Regions from separate parts of the Rattus norvegicus genome. Here region 2 is linked to region 1. The links are chromatin contacts, called in public Hi-C maps. All regions are on one chromosome and are shown on one strand. The core of a region is the stretch at or near the end of the contact, and the rest is flanking DNA. Distances in the headings are between cores, read along the strand shown.

Region 1 (4,614 bases), core at 1,154-3,653:
TTCTAGAACAGCCAGGGATACAGAGAGACCCAGTCTTAGAAACAAAACACAAGGGACTGGAAAGTGGTTAAGAGCACTGACTGCTCTTCCAGAGGTCCTGAGTTCAATTCCCAGCAACCACATGGTGGCTCACAACCATCTGTAAAGAGATCTGATGCCCTCTTCTGGTGTGTCTGGGAAAGCTACAGTGTATTCAATATACATAAAATAAATAATCAAAAAAAAAAAAAAAGAAAGAAAAACAAAGAAAACACAAACCCAAAAAACATTAGATGGCCTCTCCTCTTACCAGGTGGGTTGTATCGATCTCCAAGGCGACCGTCCCAGGCACTGTCATGCTCTTCCTCTGAGTCTGAGAGGGCCTGGATGAGTTGTAAATTTGCTGCACCTCCACCTTGCACCAACCTCACTTGGCCTCTGTGGAGAGATCCCCATTATAAAGGAGGGGATCCCTTCTCCCATCTAACCAATGGCTATCTGGCTGGAGTCAATGGCTGTCTAGCTCCTAGTACATTTGGTTCTCATTTTGAAGTTGGATTTTAAGTTTCCAGAAGTCATAGTAGGGCCAGGCAGTAGTGGAGCATGCCTTTAATCCCAGCATTTGGGAGGCAGAGGCAGGTGGATCTCTGTGAGTTCGAGGCAAGCCTGGTCTACAGAGTGAGGTCCAGAGCAGGCAGGGCTACAGAGAAGCTCTGCCTCAAAAATAAACAAAACAAAGCAAACACACAAAAAGACACAGTAGGGAACTAGTTTGAACTCTTGAGTAAGAGCACAGAGTTCTAACAGGCTACAAAGACTGACCTACTAACTGATTTGTCTCAGGGCTAAGGACTGAACCCAGGGGCTCAGTGCATACTGGATAAACTTCTACCACAAAGCTATACCCCAAGTTCAAGAGCTAAGAATCAGGAAAGCACTTCCATCTCTATTCCTTAGTATCCTTTCCTGTCATGATAAAATACCCCAACAAAAGCACCTTCAGTGAGAGAGGCTTATTTTGGCTCATGGCTCAAGGGCAGAGTCTATCATGGTGGGGCAGTCAAAGCAGCAGGGACAGGAACAGCTGGCTACAGAGTATTCACAACCAGGGAAGAGGACAGGATGAATGGTTGTGTTTAGCTACCTTTCTCCTTTTTATACAGTCTAGGACCCACACCCAAGCACTGGTGCCACTCATGTTCAGTGTGGGTCTTCCTAATCAACGAACCCAATCGCTATAATTCCTTCCAGACCTGCCCAGAGAGGCTAAAGAATCCATCCCTCCTAGGTGTGCTGTCCCCTAGGTGACTCCAGACCCTGTCAAGCTGACAATGACAACTCTCACAGCCGTTGCTGTAGGAATGCAGCACAGAACACAATGTCCAAGGGATACTAGGTTTATCTTTTCCCAAGGAACCACAGGCAGGCAAACAAAGCCAAATATTCAAGTCGTTCTTAGTTCCTGGTGGTCACCCCCTTCAGGGCATTCTTTTCTTAAGAGCAGGGCTAGTAAGGTCGATGTAAACTTGTTTTTCAAGTAAATCCACATGGCTTCATCTCACATAGCAAGTGATTTAACACCCCCTTCCCAACTCTTCTCACATCTCTCCTTTCCTCCATAATCCCTCTTCCATTTCTTGTTTTATTTTCTTGGAAAACAGATTAAATTTGTGTTGTCACAGCCAAAAAGACTCCCCCTGAGAGGTCCCTCAAGCCGTGCCCTAGGTAAGAACCATTTTGGGTATGGAGCTGCATAGAGAGTATGGACATCCAGCAGGGAAAGGTGGTCCTGTTCAAACACAAACGTTGTCCTGGGACAGTACCATTCCCTATCCTCTGCACTTTTCCTGCCTGAAGTTGAGGTCAAGATATTGGGATGACACTTAGTGTCACAGCAGAGGGTAAGTTACCTGCGGAGGAGATAGGCCAGTACCTGGGCCAGATCCACATCTTCATCCTCTTCTTCTTCTTCCTCACTACGACGCAGGCCAGCCCCTCTTCGGGACAAGCCCTCGGAGGGTTCTAAGGACCCGGATCCTGCGCTGCTGCTGTTCCGTGATCCCATGTTCTGGTTACAGCATCCTTATATCCTGTGCAGGGACTTCTCCTGTCTCCAAATTGGGTTTGGTGAAAGCAAATCCTGCTCTAGAAATATCAGGGTTTCCAGAAACGGGGCAGAAGCTATCTTTAGAGGGGTGACCCCTCTAGGAGACTGAGATTTCCTTCTCTTTAGCTATGACAGCTCCCAAGGTTTCGGGAACATAAACCTTCCTCAATCCTGTGAAGCAAAGAAAGCCACATGAAACCTAGGGTGCAACCCTACCGTACTAATGAGAGTCCATGAAGAGGAATTTCTCATTTTCCTAGCCAAACTCACCTATCAAAGTCCCCGGCCCAGGGTGGCCGAATCCCAGATAACCTCTCCGACTGACCAATCAAAACCCCTTGCGGAAGAACGCACTTCACTAGCTTATCTCACACAACCAACCAGAAGCGTTAGAACTCAGACCCCCGACGCCCCCTTCTGCTGACCAATCAGAGCAATTTCTTGAGAGCCGGCAGCAGCAACAGCCAATGAGGTTAGAAGTCAGCCTAACACCCCCTCCAGTTTAGCTTCACACCCACGTGGTGCGCCGGGGGTGTGTACAACAGGGGGAGGGAAAGTGGAGAAGCACCTCCCCCGGCGTCTGGCGGTTACCGCCCCACGCGAGGTCACTCACCAGCCAGGAGCCGTCGCAGGACCCGCAGGGGCGAGGCCCTGTTTACACTGCCTACCGCTGCCGCGCCGGCTAACAGCTCCTAAGTCGCGAGCCTCGTCCGTCACGCCTCTGACTGCCAGGCCTGATGACGTCACTCGACGCTCCTCGATGTTCCGCCCCCTTGGTCCGCTGATTGGACAGCTGAGACCGGTGATTGATGGGTGGGCTGGAGAAATTTCTTAACCCAAGGGGGGGCGTTAAGTCGTAGCGGACTGGAATTGGCTGCGGCCTGCATTAGAGATAGCGGAGCTAGACGTAAAGTCTGCGAGGTGGTCCCTTAAGGTCGCTTGGCCTCGAGTGTTTTTTTTTTACTGCATGCCCAGCCGCTCCTATTCCCTCAGCTCCCAGCAACCCCAGTTCAACCGTTTTTCCCTGGCTGTAGGGCCAGCGGCCTGTCGAAAGCAGTCCTCACTGGTGGAACCCAGGCCTTTCCATCCTGCTGTGTACCGGCTTACCCGCGGCGGTCTTGTTAGACGACCCCTGGCTTCCTTTCCTGGTCTTTGCAGACGCTCCCTAAATGTCGCGGCCCTCCACGGAGTCTTTCCGGTTGCGTAGTGCGCACGCGCTCCCTGGGTCTGGGCTTTGCCGACCTTCCCTAGGCTTCAATCGCGCGCCGCCTCCTGCGGGTTTATGAATAACTTGGGTGAGTCCAAGGCCGAGCCCTACCTTGTCTGGGATGGTTTCCCAGGCCAGGGAGCGTAGAGGCTGGTGACGTTGGCCTTGGCCCAGAGCAGGGCCACCGTGAGGACACCTCAGCACCCTGGACCAGCTTGTGACAGGTCCTGTAAGGTTTCCCCTGGTCTCTAGGCCGGAGACCCCAACATTTTCTCCCGGTCCACACTGACGATGGTTAAACTGCCCATTGGTTGTAAAATTCTTAACTGTAAACAAGCGCCCAGCATTTTGTTATTTGGCTGGTCTCCATTAATTATGTGGACAGGTATTTCTAACATACACCGAGCTTTCAGGATTCCTATTTATCTGGGTTATCTGGTCTGGAAAGTCTGTAATAATTTTAGAAAGTATTTTACCTTCCTTACTACTCCTCAAATTCTTATATGTTCTGTAGATATTTTTTAACTGATTACTTGAGGTTTATTTTCACAGTCGCCATTTTTCCACACTTGAGACTTTTTCCATTTGTTGATCTGCTCACGTATCCTCTTAAAAGTATTTCGTTCTTAAGAGCTGACCAGTGATTTTTTTCCGTTTTTTTTTTTTAATATATATTACTTCAAATACAGACTTCCCAACCTGATTACTAACTTCATTTAAAAATTTTATCTAGGGCTGGAGAGATGGCTCAGTGATTAAGAGCACTGATTGCTCTTGCCAAGGTCCTCTGAGTTCAATTTCTAGCAACCACATGGTGGCTCACAACCATCTGTAATGGGATCTGATGCCCTCTTCTGTTGTGTCTGAAGAAAGCCACAGTGTACTCACGTGCATACAGTAAATAAATAAAATCTTTTAAAAATTATTAAAATTTTTGTCTTCCAATCAAATGTGCCTATAAGTGTCTTATTTCTACTCTTGCACCTTTTCACAATGTCTTATCTGAGAGATGCTTTATCTTTCTAACCGGTCCTAGCCAGTCCTCATAGCCCTGAACTGTGACCTAGTGATACTTCTATCAATAATCAAACTTGCCCACGCACGCACGCACACACACAACAGCAGCAGCAGCAACAACAACAACAAAACCAATGTTGTTGCACTTCTTCGTAAAATATAAAAATAATCAAATTTGAGCCAGTGAGATGGTTCAGCAGGTAAGGGTGTTTGCTAGATAAAGGTGCTTACTACTAAGTCTTATGACTTAGGAGAGAATGGACTCCTATGAGTTGTCCTCAGAACTCACACGTGTACCTCCCTA
Region 2 (4,614 bases), core at 1,388-3,887, 320 kb before region 1:
TCAGTCCCACCGGCTACTTACACCATGGCCACGTTGCTGCCATCAATGACAACATGGCGGAGATCTGGCTGGCCAGGCACATTGGCAAGGCACAGGGTGAAAGGATCCTGCAAGGCTTCCTGGAAACGCTGTGTGCCAGTCACCAAGTTGCCACCACGAGTGCCTCGTTTCCATGGAGACCCTCGGCCTCGAGCCCCAGCCTGCTGCTTGTCTCCCCTGTCTCCCCGATCTCGATCTCGATCTCGATCTCGATCTCGGTCTCGGTCTCGGTCTCCACAGGGCCAAGGGGGTTCCGGCGCCGGCGGAGGGCTAGGTACTCTCAGAGGCGAGGTGTTCCCATTATGGAGCCGCTGGAGGAGAGAGGCTCCCCGGGTTGGAGCTGCCCTCTGACAAGGCACATGGGCACCAGAAGGTTCACCCTGAACACCAAACCCTCCTCTTTGTTGAGGAACCTCCTGTTTCCCGAAGGCCCTTCCTTTTAAGGGTGCTACTTCCTCTGCTCCTCCACCTGCTAGCTGTGACCTAAAAGCAACTCCTGTCTCACAGACCTCTTCCCCAGACGGCTCCTTCCATCCTGAACCCATGTCCCTGACAGCATCCTGTTTCCTTCCCTCTTTCTCCACAGCATGACTGGGTCCTCTCACTGCCTGAGACTTTCCCAACCCTGCCACTCCAGTGGCCAGGGATTCCCTATCTTCACTCAAGGGAGCCCTGACTCCCTGATACTGAGAACTCAACATGCCTGGGCTCCCCACCTCATGAGAGGGCAGTGTTTGTGGACCCTGCCCTCTAGAAGCCTCCTGCACCAGGCTCAGGAGCTCCTCCTGCACGGCCAGGGGCAGCTGCAGCAGGGCCTCTGTGTAGGCATCCTCCCTAGTCTGTAGCAGGGCAGAGAAGTCTCTCAGCACTCTGCCATTGTCAAGGGCTCCGGGACAAGACAGTGGCAGAAGGCCCCAGCTCAGTCGTTGTGCTAACTCCTCCACCCGGCTTTGGGCCATCACAAACGCCTCAGTTAGGCCACTGATCATCAGAGAGCCAGGAACCAGAGGCACCAGGTGGGCAGAAGTGCTCCAGGCCAGGCAGTCAAGGAAGAAGCCTTGGGCTCCCACAAAGATGCAGTGCAGTCTGGGTGGGTAGCGGATTTCACTCTGCAGTTCTGGACTGCAGAGCCCCTTCAGGTATTCCTAGATGGGAAGGTCAGAGAGGAAACTTCTAGAAGCCATCCCTTCAGATTCACTGTTCTCCCTGAGCTCCAAGCCATTACACCATCTAAGTAGATACTGTTACTATTCACACTTAGACATGGACATTTAAGAACAGACCAGAGGGCTGTCAAGTGGTGGAGCCTAATGTCCTTGGGTCCAAGGGTTTGGGGTGGCCAGCCCCCTCTCAACCCCAGGGAATTCCTTGGCAAGGCCCACCTGTACAGTGGGGATTTCCCCGAGAGCATGAAGTGATTTGTTTCTAAATGCCAACAGAACCTAGGCCATCATAACAGAAGTGAAACCAAAATTCTAAATAAAAAGAACGACATAGTGCCTCAAAGCTCAGGACAGAGGCAGCCAATAAGATAGCCAAGAGGCACTCCCCAGCCCCTCCTCTAGGGGAGGGGCAGCGTACTAAAAGGAAAGCCCTGGAAAGGAAGAGTTCACCTTGGCTCTGCAGATGTTCTCCTTGGGGCCCTCAAGCTGTAACCAGATGTGAGGGTTCTCTGGGCAGTCTTTGGAGAGGACGCTCATTCCTACGCTGAAGATACGCTCCAAGCGAGCCTGCTGTTCCCGAACCTTGTCCTCGGCCTCCGCAGACACCGCAAAGCGGTCGGGAGTCGGGGAGGCAAACCCCCAAATAGACATGGCTTCTACCTGTGGAGTCCTGGAAGGGCAGAGGCAATCTCAAAGTTTCTGTCTCCGTTCAACCCAAATCCTAATCACGCGGCATACATCCAACAATCAACAGGTCGCACCTAGTTACAGAACTGGTAAACAGCCCCAGGAGGTAGCAAGTCCACCTTGCGGGTAGAGAAGATAGAAAATTATCTGTACACAGGCCTCTCCCTGAGAGTAAGTCCTTCATAAACAAGGCTATCTGGGATGGGCGACGGGCCAGAGGAAACTGGTGACCACCGCCCTGAGAGGGGAAGGGTTAGCGGGCCTCCAGCTCATTCTGAGGATCACAAGAAGTGAGTGGATGAGGAAAGAGTCCCAGAGCACAGAAGTCTCGAATTTTTTGAATAGAGGAAGGCCTCTTGGGAAATGAATACGCGCCAGAGGCTATGTATAGTCCTGGGGTGGGGGTGTTGCCCCTGTCTGCCTTATTCCTTCACTAGCCACTCCCACCTCCGCCCCCCCATCCAGGTTGTTCACTGCCTCCCGCCCGGGGCCAGGGCACAGCCCGCCCTCCCACAGCCTGCGGTGGCCGCCCCCAGCCCGACCACCCTCCCGCCGAGGCCTTCAGCTCCCAAGCGCCGGGAAGCGGCGCGCCTACCGCCAAAGCCGAGAGTTTCGCCCTCTCTTCTAGGTGCTCGCAGGGTGGGGGAACGGGCGCGCTTCTCCCGCGCCCCAGGGGTCTGGGGATGGGAGCCCGAACCTAGGAGGGCCTTCTCGGGTCCTTCCCCCAACCTAGACTTCTCTCGTCAACACCGCGTAGTGGGTTTGGAGTCACTTTCCGGCCCGGGGCGGAGTCAGCTCGACTCCTCCCCCGCCAGGGCTGCACTGGCCTGGGCTCAGGGCAAGGCTGCGCGCCTCCTCCCGGGCTCCGCCTGCTGTCCTGCAGCCGAGCGACCCGCCCTCCACATCCCCTGCGCGGCCTACCGGGTCACCAACACTCACCCCACCCCCAACGCCTCCTGCCAACTCTCACGTTCGCCTCTTATTCCTGGGGTCCTTGCGTATTCTGCACAGTTGAAGATTCCAAGAGGGGAAGTGACTGGTCCAGAGTCACAAGAGAATCCTGCCCTTGGCACAAGCACTTTCACCAAGTATATAGATTGGGGGCGAGGTGGAGGCGTGGGGGGGGGATGAGGACACACCTTGCAACAATAAGAAAGACCTCCAAGGAGAAAGATTGTAGATAATTCTGAAAAGGAGAAGATGAGAAAGAAATTGAAGAAACTTTGTTTCATATTTGAATGTCCCTGTGTGTGTGTGAGCATGTGCGTGTGTGTGTGTGTGCGTGCGTGTGTGTGTGCGTGCGTGCGTGTGTGCATACGTGCGTGCGTGTGTATGTGATTGTGCATATGCTTGTGTGTGTGCTTGTGCGTGTGTGTGTTTGTGTGTGTGTGTGTGTGTGTGTGTGTGTGTGTGTGTGTGTACACAGGCACCCTTGTCGGACTAGAGCCCTTGTGCCTTCTCTCAATTCCTCTTCTCCCTCCCAGGGCCCAACTGCTGTCACTCCATACTCTGCCAAGGAGGAGGGATCCGCAGCGAAAGCAGTAGTAAAGCCAGGCAGAGCTGAGGGACACAAAAAGATACAGGGAGGGGAGTGCCCGGGCTAAGTGCCAGACTCAGAGGACAGATCAGGGCAAGAGTACCGAAGCCTTGAAGCAGAGGAGGGAGAGCAAAGAGGATAGAAGACAGCGAAATCTGTGGGTCCCAGGGGCACATAGCAAGGATGGGGACAAAATGGCACAGCCCCAAGCTGTCCTTGGCCCTGGTGTTTCTGACCCTGGAGGCTGGGTGGGCTCAAGAAGGGTCAGAGCCTGTCCTGCTGGAGGGGGAGTGCCTGGTGGTCTGTGAGCCAGGCAGACCTACTGCAGGAGGACCTGGGGGAGCAGCCCTGGGAGAGGCACCCCCAGGACGAGTGGCGTTTGCTGCAGTCCGAAGCCACCACCATGAACCAGCAGGAGAAACCGGCAACAGTACCAGTGGTGCGATCTACTTCGACCAGGTAACTCCTCTACCCCCGTCCAGAAGACCTGGACTCTACTGCCCAAGCCACTTTGCAACCCTCAGACTCCAAGAAAACCATTTCCTGCATCTCTTGCTCCTCCTTCTTCTAAGATGGCCACCAACTGTTTGCCTGCTTCGATTCCTACACAGAGACATCGTAGCCCTGTCTCATACTTTGAGTCTACAGATTCCTGTCACGTCTGTGTGCCACCCCTTCTCCCCTCACCCACTGTACAAATGCCAACCCCAGTGACGTTCCTGAGCCCTGGGCACCCAGAATCCCTCTCAACGGGATCTGCTTCCCCACAGGTGCTGGTGAATGAGGGCGGTGGCTTTGATCGGCCCTCGGGCTGCTTCGTGGCCCCTGTCCGTGGGGTCTACAGCTTCCGATTCCATGTGGTGAAGGTGTACAACCGCCAGACTGTTCAGGTGACCTGAGTGCCAGCCCACCTCCGGGGGGACGGGAGGGTCATAGTGGGCCGCCGCACATCCCTGGATAGCCCTTCTATTGACCTCTATCCAGGGGGCCAAGAGCAAGGGAGGAAGGGTCCTGGCTAGCAGGGTATGGCAGACGTACAGATCCCAACACTGGCCATCCTTCAGTGCTCACTGGACACTCGAGTTCCCAAAAGAAAGCTCTTGGAAAAATGGGGCATGGAGTGGGGGGGAGTTCTGAGCTAAGGCTAAACTGAGGCTGGGACTTAGATGCTAACTGGGCTCCCCTCCC

Evidence for each region. A called contact is a pair of places that touch in the nucleus more often than the background predicts.
Region 2: a Hi-C map of liver shows a contact between it and region 1, with 2.6 times the contacts expected there. The contact joins the promoter of Khnyn here to the promoter of Dcaf11 in region 1. A contact is called at or near these places in 2 of 12 Hi-C or Micro-C datasets (both in liver).

What each region holds. Positions count from the first base shown.
Region 1 is chr15:33,015,444-33,020,057 of GRCr8, reverse strand. It overlaps Dcaf11 (DDB1 and CUL4 associated factor 11), which reads right to left and starts at 2,403. Exons shown (of 15, transcript NM_001009686.2): 1 at 2,357-2,403; 2 at 1,890-2,257; 3 at 290-417. The coding sequence starts at 2,044.
Region 2 is chr15:33,333,313-33,337,926 of GRCr8, reverse strand. Khnyn (KH and NYN domain containing) reads right to left here and starts at 2,637. Exons shown (of 8, transcript NM_001427600.1): 1 at 2,485-2,637; 2 at 1,653-1,872; 3 at 22-1,184. The coding sequence starts at 1,853. It overlaps Cbln3 (cerebellin 3 precursor), which reads left to right and starts at 3,499. Exons shown (of 3, transcript NM_001109330.2): 1 at 3,499-3,885; 2 at 4,197-4,316. The coding sequence starts at 3,610.